Linked DNA regions of Hordeum vulgare: region 2 is linked to region 1. A link is a contact called in public Hi-C data. All regions are on one chromosome and are shown on one strand. The core of a region is the stretch at or near the end of the contact, and the rest is flanking DNA. Distances in the headings are between cores, read along the strand shown. Region 1 holds the start of LOC123403206. Region 2 holds the start of LOC123406214 (SNW/SKI-interacting protein A-like).

Evidence for each region. A called contact is a pair of places that touch in the nucleus more often than the background predicts.
Region 2: a contact with region 1 is called in a Hi-C map of leaf, with 2.9 times the contacts expected there. The contact joins the promoter of LOC123406214 here to the promoter of LOC123403206 in region 1. A contact is called at or near these places in 2 of 6 Hi-C or Micro-C datasets (leaf and seedling) and 1 of 1 datasets of contacts at active chromatin or transcription factors (embryo).

Annotation. Positions count from the first base shown.
Region 1 is chr6H:513,665,584-513,671,067 of MorexV3_pseudomolecules_assembly, forward strand. It overlaps LOC123403206, which reads right to left and starts at 3,193. Exons shown (of 1, transcript XM_045097155.1): 1 at 2,018-3,193. The coding sequence starts at 2,623. The coding sequence ends at 2,309.
Region 2 is chr6H:513,798,778-513,804,625 of MorexV3_pseudomolecules_assembly, forward strand. It overlaps LOC123406214 (SNW/SKI-interacting protein A-like), which reads left to right and starts at 4,462. Exons shown (of 3, transcript XM_045099690.1): 1 at 4,462-5,848. The coding sequence starts at 4,605.

The DNA.
Region 1 (5,484 bases), core at 1,943-4,442:
ATTTGTTCCGGTCTCGAAAAATGATTATTGGGCTCAATGTGGGGCAGTTAGGCGCCAGTTGTACTAATGGTGCTTAGTCAGCCCCTGAGGTCAGTAGTCCGGGGCGTCGGCTCCCTGTACCATGGACTTTTGCAGGGCTAATATTTCATCTGGCAGTATTACTTTTCTATGGTACTGTTGTCAAGTCAACTTGTCCAGGTAACAAATATGATGCTTGGAGGCTGTGGAGCTCGGCCTTAACTGTTACTCTGCAGACATGACAAGTCGACCTATCATGGTTGTTGCTCTTCTGAAGCTCTCTTCATGGTTTCCATCTGCCAGAGTAAGATGATTTTCAACTTGATCTCATATTGTAGTTGCATAACCTTCTGCAAAGTACTAGCTCGAAGCTGCAACTATTTTTAACAATGAGCTACTAGTTAAATTTGTTCTCTCGATTCTCCTGTATCCATAGTGTTTCCTGTAAGTTCTGAATGCACCGTGCGAAACCATTGTTGTCTATGAATTATAAATTTGTGCAATTTTATCATCTCTTATTACAAATGAACTTTGGACTCGCTGGACCATTTAAATATGGAAATTTTCCTAAACTTACGTAAGAAAATATGTAATGATGTATTGATGTCTACACTGGGGGTGGTCATATGGTGACATACTGATACCATTGTGTATGATTTGCTCTTCTTTTCGGCATTTCCGTTAACTTAACTCTCCACAAACTTGCCACATCTTTCAGATCCTTGCAATAGTGCCTAGCTGTAACCTCATATCATCTAAAGATTTAGTTTGTGCCTGGTAAAGCAGGTTTCCAGGCTTTCTGGCTTTGGGCCATTCTATCGCATTGCAGATGCGTAGGATTGCACATAAAAATTCTGAGGTGGCATGGGGTTTAGAGTTTTTCTGGTCATTTACCCCCAGTGCCATCCCATGTCCATGGCGGCGTTGATTCGCCGATTCGGCCTCATGTGCTCACCCTACGGTTCGTCACCATTCTGATGTCTCTCAGTTCAGGTTTGCGTCAGTGTTATATCATATTCACTGAACATTCTGTTTGCAAGAAATCTTTTTGTCCTCGTCTACTTACCTAGCCCCTGTTTGTTCGGGCTGGAGCTTCAGCTGATATATGCTCTCGTGTCGTGAGTGTTTGAAATTACTAATGCAGTTGTTGTCCACCTATTTATGCGGTGCTGTTTAATTCCATCATTCTCCATGTGCAGCTTACTGCATGTATAATGAAGTGTAAGCTCTGCAGAGGGGGAAGGAGATACTGAAGGTCAGGAGAAGAAACAAAGCAGAGGAGGAGGTAAGATGTTATTGAAGCACTCTTGTCCTTGCAGCTATGTTTTCCACCCGCAACTTCTCATCTTCTCAGTGAACTTCAGTTTGTGCAGCACTGATGTACTAGTTCTTATGGTCCGAAGTTTCTTGCATGCCTTGTTCAAGGTGCAAGTCGCTATTCGAGGAGAAGAGAACTCTTGACGAAGCAAAATGCTGATGAGTTTACCGGAGAAAGAGCAAAGACATTGGTCCGAAAGGAAGCGCTCCACAAAGGTAGAAAAAGGACGAGGTGCTTCAAAATATTGCAATTAGCAAGGTAAAATATAGCTGCTGTTCTACTGTTTCCTATAAAAGCATCCTTCTGTTGTGTCCATGTCCATCCTAAATAATTGCTGTAACATTTAGATTGCCACAATACGCATGTTCTGATTATTCTGCTTCTTACCCTGATGATTTAGATGTGTTGCTGGACATGACGCATTGAATTCATGTCCTATATATCCTCAAAATACCAAGTGTTCTTTTCCTTTCTTTCTTATATCGAGAGTTCGAGACGAACTCCAACCAGGCCAATCTGCACTCCTATATTTTGCCATTTTGATAATGTATACTTAAATTACTGCCTGTTACTTTCTAATCGTGCTTGTTTGGTGGTAAAATTATCTGGTATTATGTTTATGAACTGTACGATTACCAAAACATCATGAACTCATGCACATGGCGTTTGCATCGCTAGCCATTGGCTAATTGTTTGAGCTGTTCATTCCTTCCTGGAAACTAATAACACAATTTTTTTTTTCTGAATTGTATGCATGCTTGGATTCATCCAAACACACATTATTATACACACAAGGAACCAAAAATTACACACAAGAACACAAATACATGCATGTAAAACTACTTGAGATTACACAGTAACCACATTTTTTTATCTCCCCACAGCTTTCTGGGTCAGTGGAAGAAGGGCCCTTTCTCCTGCCGTGAAGCCAAACAGGAATGGCAGTAGTACCTTCCAGATGAGATGAGATAATCAACGCCCGCGGCAGCCGAAGATGGCCTTGCAGCCGCGGCCGGTGTAGGGCTGCCCCCGGCCGGGGCAGGAGCCGTAGCACGCCGCCTTGTTCTCCTCCAGCCCTCCGTAGCCGACGTACTCGGGCTTGTAAGCAAGCACCCTCCTCTGTGGGTATGCCGCCTCCTCACGCTCTGCGAAGCCCACTTCGTCGTCCTCGACGATGCGCACCGGCATCGCGGCGTGGGCGCCGGCGCCGGCGAGGACGCCGCGGCTCATGAGCAGCGCCGCGGCGATGGAGGCCAGGAGGAGGAGGAGCTGCGTCTGCGGCTTCATCGTCCCTGGTTCGAGTGGCGCTTGCACTGTGGCCTCTGCTTCAGGTTCAAGTGGCGCTGGAGGCTGGGCTGTGGGGCGTGTCTATCTCTCAATAATTTGTTCTGCTGTTGCGTCTATTCCAGAGGGGAGGATGCGGAGGTGGTTGAGGGCACTCCAACGGCGACGGCGCGCCTAACGTTGCATGCACGTGATGCTAGGCGACGCCACAGCGTCCATGTCCGGTCTCCGGTGTGCTTGTGATTGGGTTTTGTGGAGGCGAACGATGCTGGCCGTTTCACAGCCGCCTGGTTCATGTCAAACTTTAATTTCAGCAGAAAATGGTTGTTTGACTGACACATAAGACTGTTTAGACTTTAGATAGTACTACTGTACGTACTTTTCATGCCTTGTTAGTTCTTTAATGGCCGAGCCAAGTTATCCCAGTAGCCACAAGGACTGTATGTGCATCTTCCCATGAGTGAGACATTTCTTCTGAAATGAAGAGAGCTCTACCATCAAAGCTCAAACTAGAGTGACCTCGAGGGAAATATTTTGAAGCTGTTTTAAGACGAAGAGAACTTTACCATCAAAGGTACTCACTCCGCTTTAAATATAAGTCTTTTTAGATATTTCATTAGGGACTACATGCAAAGCAAAATAAATGAATATATATTTTAAAATCTATCTATATACATCTATATATATAGTTTGTAGCGAAACCTTTAAAAAAAATTATATTTAGGAACGGAGTATATGGTTGGTATTATTTCTGCAGAAATCATGCATGGAAGGTTGTAAATAGTTGTCTAGTCAGACCGAATAGCTCTGTTTTGTGGCAAGATAGTACAAAATGTGAATACTCCAACAGGAATAACAAAAGCATGCAGTAGAAATTTCCATTTTCAACAAGAGCACCAAGACACGGGGAATTCTCCGCGTATATTGACATTCAAGAAAGAAAGAGAATTATCCTTGTGTTGAATCCATCTTTATCAGGCGCCAAAACGCAGTACACACAATACATCACATATTCAGTTCACCTTTGACCATGCAAGTGGCATAAGTATCTAAGAAGCTAACGTTGTGTTTGGTTGAGCTGCAGATACTCGAAAAGTTGCTGCGAAAATGCTGTTGTAGAAAAGTTGGCGGCTGTTTGGCTAAAACGGCTGTTAAACTGTAGATTTGATTGTCAATTGTGTGTGATGCCCCTGGGCCTGGGTGGACATATTTATACGCTAATTGACCATAAAGCAATGATATGTACATTTGTAGGTAATCAAACGATAAATTTGCAAAGTAAAATTATGACAACATAGGCGATTCAATGTAACGACTGTATGTTGATGTTGCAAACATTTAAATAGATAGTGATCCCATAATATACTACACAAGATATGCACTATACAAAACACATATGGTTCACTTGATGATGACATTCGTCAACATAGCTAAACTTATGTTGCCATTGCTAGACAAGCATCATCTATCCTACTACGAATATTGTTTATGGTATCTTTATTCTCCTCCTCTTCAACCAGGTCCAGTTGTGTTGGTGCCACCTCTTGCCGTAGCGCTGGAGGTACATACTCATCATCGGCATCACATTTATCTGTCACTCAACTTGCTATCATGAATGAAATTATGCAATGCCATGCAAGCAATAATGATATGCTTCTGCGTACGAGGTGAGAAACTTGGGACCCCTTTCAATATGCGCTATTTCTTCTTCAACACCCTAAAAGTACGCTCAATGACATTTCGAAGGGATGAATGTAAAAAGTTGATCACCTCATACTTCCCTTGAGGTGTACGGTGCCGACGAAGGTAGAATTCCAGTAGATGGTATGTACTCCCTTTGAAAGGAGCAAGGTATCCCGTTCGATTTGGATACCTAGAATCCACAAGGTAGTATTTCCCTGAAAATGAACAATAAATTAGCGTCACACACGTAAGAATATAATCTGTGATGAGATTTTTTGTTAGTATGTTATACCTTTGGGAGGTATAGGAAATGAAGAGAAATGTGATAATGCATGATTCGGGGTCCTTGTGTCATGTGCACAGCCCGACCAACCCATAACTACAAAGGTAAACCTTATATCAAGGTCATATATTGCAAGAACATTTTGCGATGTAAAACCATGCCGACATCTATGGTTAACCGTATCATCTACATGAACTGAAACTAGCACATGTGATCCACCTATTGCACCAATACCACCTTTGAAATGAGGCCAGAAATGTTCATCTTTAATCCCTTCATGCTCACATTCATCTTTAATCCTTTCATGCTCACAACTAAAAGTCAGATCTGTCGGTTTGATGATATCTTTCGCTAACTTGCGTAAACATAACGAAAGTTCCTTGAACTTTGTATGAACTATCTAAAGTGATCGTACAAACCGGTTTTCAGCTTGAGCGAATGATTGGGGGCCTCCAACAATTCATAAGAACATGGCCAATGACTCAATTGAGGAAACATTAGTAATTGATGTCAAACCATATGTATAGACAAGCAAATCATGAAGTTCCATGAAAACATCAACGCTCATCCGAAACATTTTATAAAAATGTTGTGGCCAACCATAACACTCCGTGACCAATTGAAGTCCAGTTTGCTGGGGCAATCTGTATATTTTGTTCAAGTATCGCTCATCATAGAGGTTACCTAGGTTTCCCATGATAGCAGCCTGCTTCCCAAGTTCAGCTAGAATTTTCAATCCACCCCGACCCTTTTTGGCCACTTCTTCCATCCTTGAACCCATCTACACAGGAACATGAAGAAGTTAAAATACTCATGGTCAACAATATTTTTGACAATATGTATATTGTTGGAAAACATAAGCAAATATTGTTCGACACAATCATGTCTCAACAAGTGA
Region 2 (5,848 bases), core at 3,212-5,711, 130 kb after region 1:
GCAGCAATGAGGACATTCCTCAGTGTATGGACCCAGTCCTCATAATTGCTACTATCATATTTCAACTTAGTTTTCTCCGGGAACATATCTAAATACAGGGGAGCTACAACGCAAGCTAATCATCTACAACATAATTTGCATATACATTTTGACTATGTTCATGATAATGAGTACAATTAATCATATTACTTAAGAACTCCAACTCAACTCAACATCCCTTAGGTTGTTCGAGTGTAACATGATCCAAATCCACCAATCCAAGTCTGATCATCACGTGGGATGAGGTGGCTTCAATGGTGAACATCTCCATGTTGATCATATCTACTATATGACTCATGTTCGACCTTTAGGTCTCCTGTGTTCCGAGGTCATGTCTGTACATGCTAGGCTAATCAAGTTTAACCCGAGTGTTCCGCATGTGCAAAACTGTCTTGCACGTGTTGTATGTGAACGTAGAGTCTATCACACCCGATCATCATGTGGTGTCTCAAAACGATGAACTGTTGCAACGGTGCACATTTGGGGATAACACAATTTTATCTTGAAATTTTAGTGGTGCATAAAAGAATTAACATCTCATGCAAATCATAAGTGACATGATATGGCCATGAACTTGTGCTTTTTGATCTCCAACTTCAAAGCACCGGCATGATCTCCATCATCACTGGCACAACACCATGATCTCCATCATTTTGTTGCCATCAAGGTTTTCGTGCCAACCATGCTTGCACTACTATTGCTACCGTTTAGCGGTAAAGTAAAGCATTACATAGCACTTAATGATTGACACGCATGTCATACAATAATTAAAGGCAACCCTATGGCTCCAGTCGGTTGCCGTAGCATCGACATGCAAGTCGATATTAACTAGTACAACATGATCATCTCATACATCAAATATATATCATCATATCTTTGGCCATATCTTTGGCCATATCATATCACAACATAATATTCAAAAAAAAAATTAGACGTGCTCTAATTTGTTGTTGCATGTTTTACGTGGCTGCTATGGGTATCTAGCAAGAACGCTTCTTACCTACGCAAAACCATAGCGCTGATACGCAAGTTGCTATTTAACCTTCTACAAGGACCGCCTCTGTCGAATCCGAGTAAACTAAAGTGGGAGAGACACACACTCGCCAGCCATCTTTATGCAACAAGTTGCATGTCAGTCGATGGAACCGGTCTCTTGTACATGGACGAGTAAAGTTTTTCCGAGCCACTTCATCCCACAATACTGATGAATCAAGAAAAGACTAAGGAGGCAAGCAATCTGAGTGACAAAACACTACTAGGGAAAAGCTTATAGGTAGCCGCTTACTAGTAGCACTGGTTTATAGCCCTCGCTGTTGCTACTCACTAGTAGCGTGGGTTTTTACCCCTCGCTACTACTAAGTTGATAGTAGTAGCGCGGGTTTTTACCCCTCGCTACTACTAAGTGGTCTCAACCGTGCCCCCGGGACATGCAATAGTAGTAGCACGGGGTATAAACCAGCGCTACTACTAAGTTGACAGTAGTAGCGTGGGTTTTTACCCCATATATCCTTCCCTGAATCCCTCCTCTCTCCCGTCACTCTCCCCCTCTCTCCGATTCATTTCTCCCATCCCCTCAACTCACGCATTGGCGCCACCACCCAACGATGTCCCATCTTCTCCTGACCTCACCGCCGCCGGCAATGGCCCAGCTCTCTCCTCCCATACCATCCCATACCATACCCTCCCCTCCCCTCGAGCCACGCAAAGGTCAGGCGGCGGCCATGGCGCTTGCCCGCAGATCCGCGATGGGATTCGACCTGGAGCTCCAACTTGTCCCAACAGTCGCGAGCCGGAACGTACATGCGCTCTTGCTCGGCCGATGACCCCATGGAGCTCCTCCTCTCCGTGTGCTTTGTCGTCGGACGAGCGTCACTGCTCGTGAAGCTAGGCACTCTCTTGCCCATCTTCGATTTGCTCCTCCCTTCCCTCCCCTCCCCTCATGGGTTTCATTCCCATCCGTCGGTGTATAGGATGACGATGCCTTATCTCCTCCCCATCTCCGGCCAGCGGTGCACAAGACCCACTCCTGGAAGCGACCCTCTTCTCCGGCATGGGTCATAATTTTTTTTGGTTTTTCAAATTAATAGTAGTAGCACGGGTCACAAACACGCACTACAAATAGTTAGTAGTAGCGTGTGTGGCCCCGCGCTACTACTAACACATGTACTAGTAGCGCAGGATGCACCGTGCTACTACTACCAGTTAGTTGTAGTGCCGTAGTAGTAGCGCGGGCACCCGTGCTACTACTAGCTATTTAACCCACGCTACTAGTAGGCTTTTTTCTAGTAGTGAAACCCAATCTTGATTCACGCCAACCCAACAGACACCTTCGGAGATACGTGTAGAGCACCTTTATAGTCACCCAGTTACGTTGTGACGTTTAATACACACAAGGCATTCCTCGAGTGCCCGGGAGTTTCATGCTCTCATGGTCATAGAAACAAATACTTGACATACAGGAAACAGTAGCAATAAGCTGACATGATCACATGCTACGTTTATGGTTTAGGTCTTGTCCATCACATCATTCTCTTAATGATGTGATCCCGTTATCGAATGACAACTCATGTCTATGGTCAGGAAACCTTGACCATCTTTGATCAACGAGCTAGTCCTTAGAGGCTCACCAGGGACAATGTGTTGTCTATGTATCCACACATGTATTTGAGTTTCGAATCAATATAATTCTAGCATGGATACTAAACGATTATCATGAACAAGGAAATATAATAATAACTAATTTATTATTGCCTCTAGGGCATATTTCCAACAAATACCCTATTCCTGCCTGTGTTGTATTGCTCTATAATGGAGAGCTTATGTCTCGAAGTACACGAGTGGTGAGGGAGAATGGCTCGATCCCCTTACATGGAGGCGGCCCTTCCCCTTTTTAGTGCCTTGGTCCTCTTCCCCGAAAATGTGATCGGGAAAGGGTGGCCACAGGGCAGCAATTCAAAGCGGGACATACGCCCATGCCTATCCTGACTAAAGGCGTTCTCCACCTGATAAATCGGTCATCGTGACGTGCTAGTGGGCTTGACGATGACCTCCGTCCTGGTGCACCAATCCGTCCTGATCTTCTTGCACCAAGGAGGAAATGCATTGGGACTCTCTTTGGGGGGAGTCAGGCGTCGTTGCTCCCTTATCACTAGAATGGAAACTCGCTTTGGTCATGCCCTACCATCCTTATCCTAACAGCAGGATGTCACCCACGTGATGGGCGCGGAGTCCCGTGAATGACACCATACGACCTTCTTCATGAGTCGGCCTCACGAAGCAATCTGGTGCTTGGCGGCCCTAGCCAGACTTAGCCTGGCGATGACGGGCCTCACGAGGCGGCTTCTTCCGGAGCGTCCGCATAATTGATCATAAATAAGGATCAAACCATAGGAGGATAGGTAAGTTGTTAAATGATATCTGATTAGAATCGTACATAATACTTCTGTCATGGATAGGCAAGTTTTTGACAAGTTTCATATGGTAACATCTATTGAGAAAGAAAAAAATTGAAAGGAATGTTGCACGTGAGGAATTTCTTAATTCAACTTAATATAAGGTTTTGTATTACTCAAGGGCACTTGTCCAAAAAGTTATTGGTCCCCTTTATGATAGTATTCCTGCGAGGCATATCTCCCTTTATTGCCCCCGCGGCCTAGTTGTACCAGCGAGACACTCCTCCTACTACCCCTACCGCATGTCTCTCATGTCGGGCATACCCTCCCCCCGACCCCTACTGCCGGCTCCGGTCGCACATACCTCCCACCCCTACCCTCACCCCAATGTCATATGAGGGCATAGTCCCCCTATGTTACCTCCTCCCCCGGCATATCTAGCTGCTTGCAGATATTTAAACTTTCCCGATGAATTACCTTTTGACCGTTGGATGAAAAACATGGATCCTAAAGCAGCATTGGTGGCCACGCCAAGAAGGAGAGAGCCACCACCATCTCCTTCCTTCTCCTCTTATCGGTGTTTCTATCCCTATCTAACCGCCGCCACCGATGGTCCCTATCCCTGTCCATTACTTGATGAACCCATATATGAAGGCAAACCTAGGTAGCATTCACTTAAATATTCATTTGGAACAACTCGAATGTTTTTAATCAGTTGATGAGTGTCATTGGGCAACCTTTACTAGAAAAAAATCAATGATATATCACGATTGATACGTTAGCCTTTTTTTACACAAGTTTTTGTTTTTGTTTTGAGAAATGAGACAAGATTGATATATATATATATATATATATATATATATATTTTTTTTTTTTTTGAGCAGCAACAAGATTGATACGTTGTCCTGAAGGTGGCAATAGCTATCCAACAAAGAAGACATGGGCCAGTCCACTCAGTCCGCAGCAAGACTCGGCTCTTGTAACATGGACCAGCCCACCCAGTTGCCGACTTCTTAACCCACGGCCCTGGCAACCTCCCTATCCCTTTTCCCCAAAATATTACCACAAATCGAACCAAACCAAACCCTAGCTTCTCCTCTTCGATCCCCGACCCACATCCGGCGACTCGCCGGAACCCTAGCCCAGATCCGCGGCAACTCCGCCGTACCAGCCATGGGGACCCTCAGGGAGATCCTGCCGTCGCCCAAGACGTCGTCGTCCACGTTCTACGACCACAGCAGCGACCCGTGGTTCAAGGAGCGGTACGGCGGGGAGCCCGCGGAGGCGGCGGCGGGGAAGCCAGCGGGCCCAGCCAAGCCCGTGCCTCCCTACGGCAAGCGCACCGGCTTCGTGCCCCGCCGGCCGGAGGACTTCGGGGACGGCGGCGCCTTCCCCGAGATCCTCCTCGCGCAGTACCCGCTCGGCATGGGCCGCCGGGACGACAAGGGCGGGTCCAAGATCCTCGCGCTCACCGTCGACGCGCACGGCAGCGTCGCCTTCGACGCCGTCGTCAAGCAGGGCGAGAACGCCAAGAAGATCGTCTACTCCAAGCACAGCGACATCGTGCCCAAGATCGCCACGGCCGACTCGGAAGCCGTCGAGGACGAGGAATACGAGAAGTTGGTCGAGGAGACCACAGAGCGGACCGTAGCCGCCCTGCAGAAGATCGTCAACGTTCGCCTCTCTGCTGCCCAGCCCAAAAACGTCCCGACGCATGATTCGGAGTCCAAGTTCATCAAGTATAAGCCGTCGCAGCAGTCGGCAGCGTTCAATTCGGGTGCCAAGGAGAGGATTATTAGGATGTCGGAAATGGCTTCAGATCCTCTTGACCCACCAAAGTTCAAGCATAAGCGGGTGCCCCGTGCATCTGGGTCGCCGCCTGTGCCGGTTATGCACTCGCCACCACGGCCCGTCACTGTGAAGGACCAGCAGGATTGGAAGATCCCGCCTTGCATTTCAAATTGGAAGAATCCAAAGGGTTACACAATCCCACTCGACAAGAGGTTGGCTGCTGATGGGAGGGGGCTGCAGGAGGTTCAGATTAATGATAACTTTGCAAAGCTTTCAGAAGCATTGTATGTTGCAGAGCAGAAGGCGAGGGAAGCAGTGCAGATGCGCTCCAAGGTGCAGAGGGAGCTAATGCTAAAGGAGAAGGAGAGGAAGGAGCAAGAGCTGAGGGCACTTGCACAGAAGGCCCGCATGGAAAGGTCTGGTGCTCCACCTCCATCCACGGGTATGCCTGTCGGAGGTGGGAGGGACAGAGAGCGGGAGAGGGTTGATGATGGTGATGCAGATATGGATTTGGAGCAGCCGCGTGAGCAGCGCAGGGAGACTAGAGAAGAGAGGGAGGCGAGGATTGAGCGTGACAGGATCCGTGAGGAGCGGAGGCGTGAGAGGGAGAGGGAGAGGAGGCTGGA